Regions from separate parts of the Lactuca sativa genome. Here region 1 is linked to region 2. The links are chromatin contacts, called in public Hi-C maps. All regions are on one chromosome and are shown on one strand. The core of a region is the stretch at or near the end of the contact, and the rest is flanking DNA. Distances in the headings are between cores, read along the strand shown. Region 1 holds the start of LOC111890722 (transcription factor PIF3). Region 2 holds the start of LOC111890773.

Region 1 (5,389 bases), core at 1,374-3,873, 220 kb before region 2:
TCTTTAAATACTCAATTGCCTCATCAAGCATTGATGCTTTATCCACCTTTTAATTCAAAAATCAGACATGTCAATTTGGAAATACTACCAACGTAAATCTTTGTGTGTGCAAATGGAAGGAAAATGTAAATGAGGGTGAGTTTGTAAAAAATAATTAGGCTCAATGGGGAAAGCCTAATTTCTCTGAATTTCTCTATTAAGTCGTTTTTTTGCATTAAGTAAAAAATATAGTGGTTGACCAATAAAGATTCCATAAAAATTCAAATTGTAACGCATATAAACAAAAAGGGATTCATAAGAAGAGTAGATTAAAATTAAATGATGCACCTTGTTGCAATTTGGTATGAGTTCTTGTAGTGCACGCATCTTTTCATTTATCCTATCCCTTCGCCTCTGTTTCAATATCATAAACGAGAAATTACGTGCATTTTAACATGAAATTTATCAAGAAAAAAAAAATCACTAATACTTGATGTCATGTCACGTATGCATTGTACTAGGACTACAAAATGAGGAAAATCACATTTTTTTTGCAAAAAGACGTAAATGCCCTCAACATCGAAAGATATTTTGCTCACCCTTTCTGATAAATTATGAACTTCAGCAGCTCGGCTTCTCTTGGAACCCGAACCTCCTCTAGAAGTAGCAGCTGTTTTAGTGCCCAAAGACTCTTCTTCAGCGTCCTAATCAAAACACTTAATACAATCAGACAATCAAACAATTACAAAACATATTTTTTTTTAAATTAATTAATTTGACATACTTGACTTTGGCACTCAAAATCTTCGGTATCATGAGACTTTCTCTTACAGTTTTTTGTCAAATCATTAGAAGCTCTCTCAGCACTATTCCCGGAGCAAACAGAAGAAGAAGCACCAACAGGCTCATTACTCTTTTCCGTTTCTACCCCTGCTTTACCCACATTTGCATCAACAACCATATTAGAAGACTTTTCAACACAACGTGGCTCTTCAATTGGTTTCAAACCCACTTTGCCAGAATCCAAACCGGGTCGACCCGGAAACCCGTTTTCCTTTTGTGGTCCGTGATTCAGAAGGTTAGCTTTAGCCATTGCAGCTGGTCTTGAAAAATGAGAAAAATTCAACAAGGTAGATGACGAATATGGAAGTAGTGAATCTTGTTTTTGCACCATTTTTTCAAGATTTTGGGGTTTATTTCTACAATTACTGCTACCTATATCTGTAACTACTGATCTAATAGATGGATCCAGAATATGGCTGCTTCTTGAAACGTTATGTAGATGGGAATCTTTATTACTATGGTTATAACTACTTCTTTTGTCAAGTACATTGAGGGTATTATGGTCATTTCCTGTGACACCAGATATCTCGGGTAACAGATCAGAACAATAATCATCGAGGGGATAATTCAACCAAGGTACCATATCATCGTCTGGATGTAATCCCATTTCTGACATAGGTACATCTAAAAGACCCTCTTTTTCTTGAACTTTTGGTGTATGAAAAAGAAAATTACTTGAAACTGGTGTCTTTCTAGCTTTACTAGTTTGACCCTGCATCATAATCTGACCTTTTTCCCATACCAATTCAACAAATTCGTCATTCGGGCTGCAATTATCATAACCCATGAAGATCGATTAATGTTAATATCATGAAAAGGAAACTCGAATTAAGGTAAAAACTTACATATATGAAATATCGGTTGGTTTTTGTTGAGGAGATTCATTCGTTTCATTATCAGATCTATAGAACTCTGAAAGTGGCATGTTTGGATCGAAATACCACCACAATGATTCTCTCAAAATTCATTCACAGACTTCAAAACCTGTAATAAGAGCTTCAACCCACTTGATGAAACAAACACCTGCAATTATCATGACATCAGATAGGGGAATTTTATTTTTTTATGTATATTTTTACTGACATATATATATAATTTATTTTATCTAATATGGACATGTCTGTATTGACAATTCTATATATTTTCCTTTTTCAAGAGTAAAGTCTTAATCTGACAAAATGGTATTGTAGCCGCAATTAATGTACTCTTAATTAATACTATTAGTCAAACTTATTCTTTAATGGTGCCCTAAAAGATAAAGCAAACCTGAAACTCAATCTGATTAAGCTTATTCTAATTGCAAAAGTACAAACACACACATACTCTAATCATCAGTCAAACATAAGTAAACAAACCCACAAACGATTATCCAGATTCTAATTTCAACGATGAACTATTAAATTAATTAAAGCAATTAACTACCCGCAACTGATTATCCAAATCGACAAACAAAACCATAATTAAAGAATAAAGAAACCCACCTCTGTAAAACAAAATTCAAGTAAAAAAACTCCAAATTAGGATCAATTGATTCAGTAAGTCATTTCTGATTTGATCGTGCCTTCAAGTTTCCCAGTTTACGGAGGCTGCTAATAGAAATGGGCGTTAGTTGAAGTATTGATCTTGAAGAAACAGTTGTTTAATCTCCAGCTCGGACTGGGTGTCAATTTCTCGAAAATGGTAAAAGCATATGGAGAAAAGGGAAATGGGTAATAGATTAATAGTAGAAGACGGCGAAAGGCTTGCACGATATGGAGGTAACCAAGAGAAGAATCACTTTAAATTGCAACACAACTGCTGCCTCCCTTCCAAAATTGTACACTTGTAAAATTTACAATTATTTGACATAACACATTATCTAATTTCATTTTAATTTATTTGATTCAATAATATTTTGCATTATTTGGATAGGTTTTATTTATTTTTTAAAATTATTACGGGTTGAAAATCTACTGCTATGATAAAAATAATACAAACTAGTTGATATAATATAAAATAATAAACAATATAAAAATTAGGTTTTTTTATAATTAAATAAGGATATATTTGGAGAAATTTAAGAAAAAATCAATAAGCTTGTTGATATAACTTTTTAAAAAGCTTATTTATAAGTTATTTTTTGAATTGTCATTTAAAAAAAAAAGCTTAAAAATAAATTATGGGGTCAAACTGGTAATTAATGCTCCTCATGTTGAAGTTTGAACTGTCTAACATCAAATTGTTAAAAGAGTCGTTGTGCCGACTAATACATCCAAGTAGACAAAGGATATGGAAACTTTGGTCCAATGCTATAAGTCATCAATGGCCAAAAGGGGCATTGTCATTTATGACTTAGTAACCGTTTGCATTGTCATTTGAAGAACTTAATATATATATTTTTTTATATATATAAACCCCCTTATCAAAGAAATTAGAGCACGATAACAAAAAAAGTAATAAAAAAATAAAATAATGTTCAAATTTAAACATGGACATCGCTAGTGTGTTTTTTTCATGTTAATATGATAATTTTACATATAAATATATGATATAAAATTTGTTGATTTGTTCATATGATAACTACAATTTACCCATCCGTTTAAGAAGATTTCATTGGCCTTAAAAACACATCAAATCCCATTAGGATACCTTTCTAATTAAGAGAACTATATTATTTCTAGAATCTAGATATGTTAATCCACTTTTGGTTCTTAAAAACACATAATCCCATAAGGATACCTTCCCAATTAAGTAAGAGAACTATATTATTTCTACATAGTCACAATTACAATTTCTTACCCTATAAATTATAATAGGGTCCTATTTTGAAGTGTTAAATACCATGAAGAAAAGATCTATGATTAAATCCCTAGAATACTTAAAATAGTGATAATACTCTATGATTTACTTTCACATAATATGTCTTAATAATATGTCTTAGGACGTGTCAGATTTAAAGTTCTCTATGGCACAATTTACCGTTTGACAATTAGATTTTCTTTCCATCATGTCTTCACATCACATCATTTACCGTGGCATTGTATTTTGATAACATTGTGAAAATAGTCGATATGTTATTATTTAAGCTCAACAAGTGCCTAAACATACTTATTACATTAATCCATGCAATTCTAGTAACATTCTATTCTCTTTTATTTTAGGATTTAAAATTTAAATTTTTATTTTTTGATAAAATACCTACTAAAGTATGGTACCTTCAACTTTTGCCAAATTGATAACAAACCCCACATAAGCGCGCTTCTAAGCTGCCCAAAATCCTTCCAACATACTTTCATGACAAAAATGCAAAAATGGTCCCTGTGGTTTGTCATTTTTTGTGGATATGGTCCAAACCTTTTGAAAATTGGATTTTTGGTCCTTATTGAGAGGTTTGTGTGTGGAACAGGTCCCTGGAGTTAACCGCCGTTTGTTTTTGGATGTTAAACCCCACATGTGCATTATACACGAGGGCATAAATGTCTTTTTACTCAAGAGGAAACAATGGCATAAATAATTCTGCACATCACAATTAAAAAGATTACATTAACAGTTTCTTCAACCCAACACTCAACCACAAATTAACAATGATAAAATCCACAATCCAAACAACCAACTACAATTGAACCCTTACAGTAAAAATTGATTGATTCTTTGTGTCTGTTTGCATCTTCATTTCCCAGCCAAGAACAAATTGGTTCTCGTTCTCGTGTATACCTGCAACAAAACAAGAAGGAACTTCATGGAATCCACATTTCCCTCACGACCACACAGCAACCCCAACACCACCGGTCGTCTCCCACAACTCCACCACCATCTTCCTTCCATTATTGTGACCGGAAAAGAAAGAGAAGAAACAACTAGATTAAACTTGTAACAACCCTCCTAGCCCACCCTCGGCCTCCCTCGCTGTCACAGAACACCACAAGACCGACGAGATCCCTCGCTACTTCCATTCTTCTTTTTCTCTTTGGTCCAGCTAAGCACCACCGGTAGTGGCGGTTTTGTGATGAAACATCGAGGATCTACCCCTCCTCGTCCTGCTGAAAAACATCGCCCCAAAACACCCCTAATACCGTCGTTCTCCCTCCCTCTTTCCTCTTTATTTGCAGTCGAAGAACCTCCACCTGAGGCAAGTGGAGGTTTGTCAGCGATCAGGAGGGCGATGACCCTCTTAAGTTTCTCGATGCTCCTAGTCGGCTCCATAGCATCAAACACCCCCAAAATCATCGTCAATCTGCCCTGCTTCTTCCCCTCTCGTGATGTGCTCGCCGATCGAACCGTTCATTTTTTCATTCCCGAGCAGACGACGATTAAGCCCACAAGGGTCGCCGGAGATCGACGCCCATCCCTCCCCACGTGATATCAGCCACCGCTGGAGCTTCCCTCGATGAATTTTGTTCATCTGTCTCCTCTTGAGTAAAAATACATTTATGCCCTCGTGTGCAATGTACATGAGGGGTTTAACAGCCAAAAACAAACGGTGGTTAACTCTAGGGACCTGTTCCACACACAAACCTCTGAATAAGGACCAAAAATCCAATTTTCAAAAGGTTTGGACCATATCCACAAAAAATGATAAACCACAGGG
Region 2 (5,740 bases), core at 2,031-4,530:
TTAAAAATGAACATATTCAATCCAAAAGAAGAAATTGATTGATGATACCGGAGCCCAGATACCTACAAAGGCTACAATCGATTATCAATTTAGGAGCGAGGGGATGCTATTTTCTTTTGTTACCACACGCAAATACAAATTAGGGAGGTGCAGATTGTAGTGAAGGATGTGTGGGAATGGATTTGTTTTATATATATATATATATATATATATATATATATATATATATATATATAGAGAGAGAGAGAGAGAGAGAGAGCTTGTGATACCATTCTAATGCTTTTGGATCTTTTGTTACCCTTCATCCTCCGCCGGTAAACAACCTGCCCACCAAATTCCATCATAATGCTTGCTTCTTGTATGCCATCTTCGCCGCTAGGCATAAGCTCTACATACCCATTGAGGGAGCTTGAATGACCATTCTATAAAGATTTTGACCCGGATCACGATTTGAATTTCTTCTGGGTCTTTTCGTAGCTTTCGATGTTCTTTCTGGAACTTGAATATGTGATACTTGTCTCCCCAATGAAGATGATTTGGGGTTTTATTTCTTTTGGTGTTTGGGGTTTTAGTATTTAAAATCTCTCCAATTTTCGCTAATCCTACTGCAACAACATGAGGATAAAGAAATATGTAGAGGAAATATGAGGAAGATGAAGAAAAAAGTGTACATGTGGGTATACGGTAGAGAGAGAGAGAGAGTTTTATTAATTTTTAATTATTTAAATAGATAAAGAATAAAAAAATAAAAATATATATACATAAGGGTATTATAGTAATTCCAATTTTCAGAAGGACTAAAACCACATAGACACTAATACAAAAGGACCATGAAACCAAAAAAGTTGAGGTTTGGACTAAACCGCAGAAAAATGCATACAATGGGAACATTTTTTGCAAATTTGTATAAATTTTTTAACGGGAAACTTTATAAATACCCTCAAATTGTTTTGTGTACCCCTATCTACCTGTAATGTAGTTTGCGTAAAATACATATAGTAGCGCTCTTTGTTAAAACCATTATCAACAAAATATTTCAAAAATACTATTATTATTTTCTAAAATACTTTGAAGAAGATGAAATTAGGGGTCAGCAAAAACAGAACCGCAAACCGAAAAAACCAAAACCGAAAAACCGAAACCAAAATGAAAACCGATGGTGCGGTTTTTAGTTTTGCAAAAACCAAAAATGTTCGGTGCGGTGCGGTTTCTAGTCTTGCAAAAACTGCAGAAAACCGAACCGCATCGAATATATATATATATATATATATATATATATATATATATATATATATATATATATATATATATTAAGTGTTAATATTTGTAAGAATAAAGAACCCATGACAATTAAAATTTCTATAAATATAAATATCTATATTATCAGAGGATGACTGTATATTTTTAAACATACATATAATGATATTTATAAAAACAAATAACGTTTATTATACTTTTTAACATTTTAATATTAAGAGAACTAGTGATGATAATATAATTTTTATAAATACATTAATTGATATTATTGCATGTACCTATGAAACAAATATTATATTTAATTTGTATTATATTCAAGCATTAAAAGCTTGTTGGATGAGTGATTATGTTATTTGATTTCAATCCAAGAGGTAGTGGTTTCTGTACATCTCCAAGATATCATTTGGGTTTTAATTTTGTCAGTCTTATAAGAGCATCCCTCTTCGCATTTGAGATAAAACTTTCACTATTCTCACATTTCATATAATAGAGTCAAGTCTATGACTTTTAACACACATCTTTGAGGAGTCGCACATTATTGGGGATGAAAAATTTGGCGCTCCTCGTCTCTACGTAAAATTTCTCAAAAAATAATTGACACTTCTCATCCGAGTCAAAGTAACCCATTGAGTTACCTGAGTTTTAGTAAAAAGACAAAACAAAAAACAAATAAAAAAATTGACAAAAAACCGTAAAGAAAAAACCGAACCGCAAAAAACCAAACGGTGCGGTTTCTAAACTTCAAAAAACCGAGGGAATATGACTTATGAAGGTAACTAACTTTTTGGAAGTGTTCACATCTGGGTAACTATATTTTTTTTGTACATATTTAGGTAACAAACTTGTTGGAAGTGTTCACATATAACCATTATGACCTGCTATAGCAGGTTAAATCCTAAATATAAACGCTTTCAACAAGTTCGTTACCTAGATGTGTACAAAAAAAAATAGTTACCTAAATATGAACAAAACGAAAAGTAAAAATTAAATTGCACGAATGGTCCCTGTGGTTTGGGAGAATTTGTATTTTTGGTCCCTAACTTATTTTTTTTAACTTGGATGGTCTCTACTGTTTATTTTTGTTGCGCGTTTGGTTCCTGTCTTACCTAAAAAGACTATTGTGCCCTTATTAATTTATTGGTTCGCTAGAGTTGAAATACCAAAAAAAGAAGGATGGTGAAGACGTCGATGTTACTAAAGATGGAAAAGAAATAGAAGTTTGGGAGGATGAGAGATGAGATGGTGACCGGTAAGACTCAAATTAAATTTCTCAAATGTGGTTTCAGGATTACGGTGAGGAGATACAGATATGTGGGGTATATTAATTTTTGTAAATATATAAAAAATAAATATATAAATAAGAAAATTAATTAAAAACAATTAATAAGGTCAAAATAGTCTTTTTAGGTAAGACATGAACCAAACGTGTAACAAAAATAAACAGTAGGGACCATCCGAGTTAAAAAAAATAAATTACTTAAAAAATAAACAGTAGGGTGGTCTATTAATTTTTTTAAATATACAAAAAATAAATACATAAATAAGAAAATTAATTAAAAAATAAATTAATAAGGCACAATAGTCTCATTAGGTAAGACAGGAACCAAACACGCAACAAAAATAAACAGTATGGACCATCCAAGTTAAAAAAAATAAGTTAAGGACCAAAAACACAAATTCCCCTAAACCACAGGGACCATTCGTGTAATTTAATTTTTACTTTTCGTTTTGTTCATATTTGAGTAACTATTTTTTTTTGTACACATCTAGGTAACGAACTTGTTGAAACTGTTCACATTTAGGATTTAACCTGCTATAGCAGGTCATAATGGTTATATGTGAACACTTCCAACAAGTTTGTTACCTAAATTTGTACAAAAAAAAGATAGTTACCCAGATGTGAACATACCGAAAAGTTAATTACCTTCGTAAGTCATATTTCCAAAAACCGAAGTTGAGGTTTTCAGTTTAATTTTATCCAAAAACCGCACCGAACTTCGTTACTGTTTGTTAGTCAAAGTAAAAAAAAAAAACCCGTCCCCCTCCTTCTCCGATTATCTTGTAACGTAAACCCTAAAAATCTCATTTCTTTGGGTTCATGATTGATCAGGAAATCATGATGAAAGCTAACAATCCCACAACAAACACCGTCTGCGGCCACTGCGGTTTCCTAGATCGGAAAATCCTGCACCACGTCCGTCGCGGAGGTAACTTTCGCCGTCTCTGCACCACTTGTGTCCTCCGTCTCCACTCCCAGTATTTCTGCCCCACCTGTTTCATTGTTTACGACCGTTCACCCCCCGAACACGCTGTCGTTTGCAACAAATGCTACTCTTCCGCCCACCCTACCTGCGTCTCCCCTCCCATTTCCGCACCTACTCCCTCTTCACGTGCCCCTTCCCCTTCCCCCTCCCCTTGCGCCACTTGCTTAAACCCTAGCCGACTTGTTTTCGATCCCAAAAGAACCGATGGAAATGGGGGGATGGATAATGATGCTGCGAGACTGCTGGTAACTGCTGCGGAGATATCATCTTTGTCAATGAGTAAAGCAGAGGTGGTGGCAGTTGCAGAAGCCGAGAGGAGAGCGAAGGAAGCTTCGTACACGAGGAAGAGAGCCAGGGAGGCTCTTGATCATGTTGTGTACCTAATGGAAAACGAAAAGAAGAAAAACATCAATGGTAACAAAGTTGTGTCGATGCCTATGATGGATGTTCGAATTAACAACAACAACAACAACAACAACAACAACAACAACAAACTAGTTGCTGCAAATCAGGTGTCTGAAGCTTTCAAGTCTGTGGTATTAAAAGAGAATGCTGATGGAATCGCCTTGTCTGAAGTGCAGAATAAGATGAGGGCAGTGTATAATCGTAATGAAGATTTAGGGCAAAAGAATGATTCAATATTAGTAGTAGATCAAGAACAATTACCCAAGAATAATCATGCTATACAGGAGAATATTGGTTTGCAACCTTAGCATTGGCTTCTGGTAAAGTAGCTTGAGCATAATGGTTTCTGTGATAATATTTTTGTAGTTGATCTTCATCTTACATTGTAGCTTCTTGATTTAACAGGTGGTTTCTGTATTTGGTGCAAGGTGAGATCTTTCTTATGGTTCAGTAACTCATTTTGATAAATGGTATATTCTCTCTGAAAATTTAATCCCCCAAAGTGTTTGTTTTATCCAAAGTTAGAGATGATGGTTTTTTTATTTACTTGTAAATCTGGCTTTTGCATGCAGTGAATTGAATCTTTTTTCCAAGATTGTATGTTTATACCACAACATTCTTATTTTAGTATTATGCATTGTCAAAGTGAGCTATGTGCAACATCTCTTTCTGATCAAAGGTTGGAGTGTTTGTTGCTAGTGTTCTTTATACCTCCAGTTGAAGTTCTGCTTTTTAAAAGCCCAAATTAGAGTTTTCTAGAAACATACTTCAATCTTTTTACTAATATAGACAATGTATTGTGTTTTTACCCTTAATGGAAATGTAGTTACATTTTTTTACTCATAATAGTATCACACTTGTTTTTTAATAGCAGGCAACTAAATTACATTTCTTTACACATGTCACATAATAGTAATGTATGTACAATTCTTTAGCTATAATAATAGCAACTCAGCTTGATATTTTTGTTGATAATAGAAGTATGTAACAAATAGAGTATGTTACCCATATTGATAGTGAAATGTAAGCAAGTTGCTATTTGCTCAACTACTCAAGGACAATTTTTGTAATTTACTCAAAAGTTTATAAATATGTATAGAATAGACTAAATTACAATTTTGGTCCCTGTGATGTGTGTTTGGATCAGGTCCAGTTATTATTTATTTGTAATTATGATTCTTATTGAAATGTTTTATAACATTTTTGGTCCTTAGGTTGTCAATTTTAATAACTTAGCTGTTAAATATACCAAAATGACCGTTTCCCCTCAGTTTTTCTTCATTTATTTCATTTCCATGTTCAAGGAGCATAACTAAATCCTAACAAAATTCATATTTCTCAAAAACAAAAAAATCAGAATCAAACTCAACTAAAGTGTATAAATCAAAACTAAAATGTAGGAAAAGGGGAAGTTTTAAAAAAATGAAGGAAAATGGGAAGTTGGGTATGATTTGGAATGAATACCATTGTCAACTGGAACAAAACTCCTATCTTCGGTTTCTTTGTCCAATCTCTTCCTTCCCTTTCTTATCATCCTATTTGTTCTTTATTTCTTTTTGCCAATCTCTTTAACTCGTTATATGTCCGACTCAGTATGTTGTTTCCTGTTGGTGATCCAGGAAGGACATCAGAAGCATTAATTGCAAAAATATGTCAATGTGGATGGATCAGATTTTCTGCAAGTTTGCAGGAAAGTAGTCGATGTGGAGTAAATAAGAGCCATAATTGCAAATATAATAATTGACTAAATTGTAAAAAATTGTCATTTTGTTTTAAAAAGTTTTGGACTAGCACTACCGGTCCAAAATAGAACT

What was found. A called contact is a pair of places that touch in the nucleus more often than the background predicts.
Region 1: a contact with region 2 is called in a Hi-C map of leaf, with 8 times the contacts expected there. The contact joins the promoter of LOC111890722 here to the promoter of LOC111890773 in region 2. A contact is called at or near these places in 4 of 4 Hi-C or Micro-C datasets (bud, leaf and seed).

What each region holds. Positions count from the first base shown.
Region 1 is chr5:309,192,940-309,198,328 of Lsat_Salinas_v11, reverse strand. It overlaps LOC111890722 (transcription factor PIF3), which reads right to left and starts at 2,623. Exons shown (of 9, transcript XM_023886804.3): 1 at 2,304-2,623; 2 at 1,668-1,845; 3 at 764-1,589; 4 at 579-683; 5 at 328-393; 6 at 1-46. The coding sequence starts at 1,747.
Region 2 is chr5:308,971,958-308,977,697 of Lsat_Salinas_v11, reverse strand. It overlaps LOC111890773, which reads left to right and starts at 3,280. Exons shown (of 3, transcript XR_006183275.1): 1 at 3,280-4,246; 2 at 4,332-4,396; 3 at 5,546-5,740.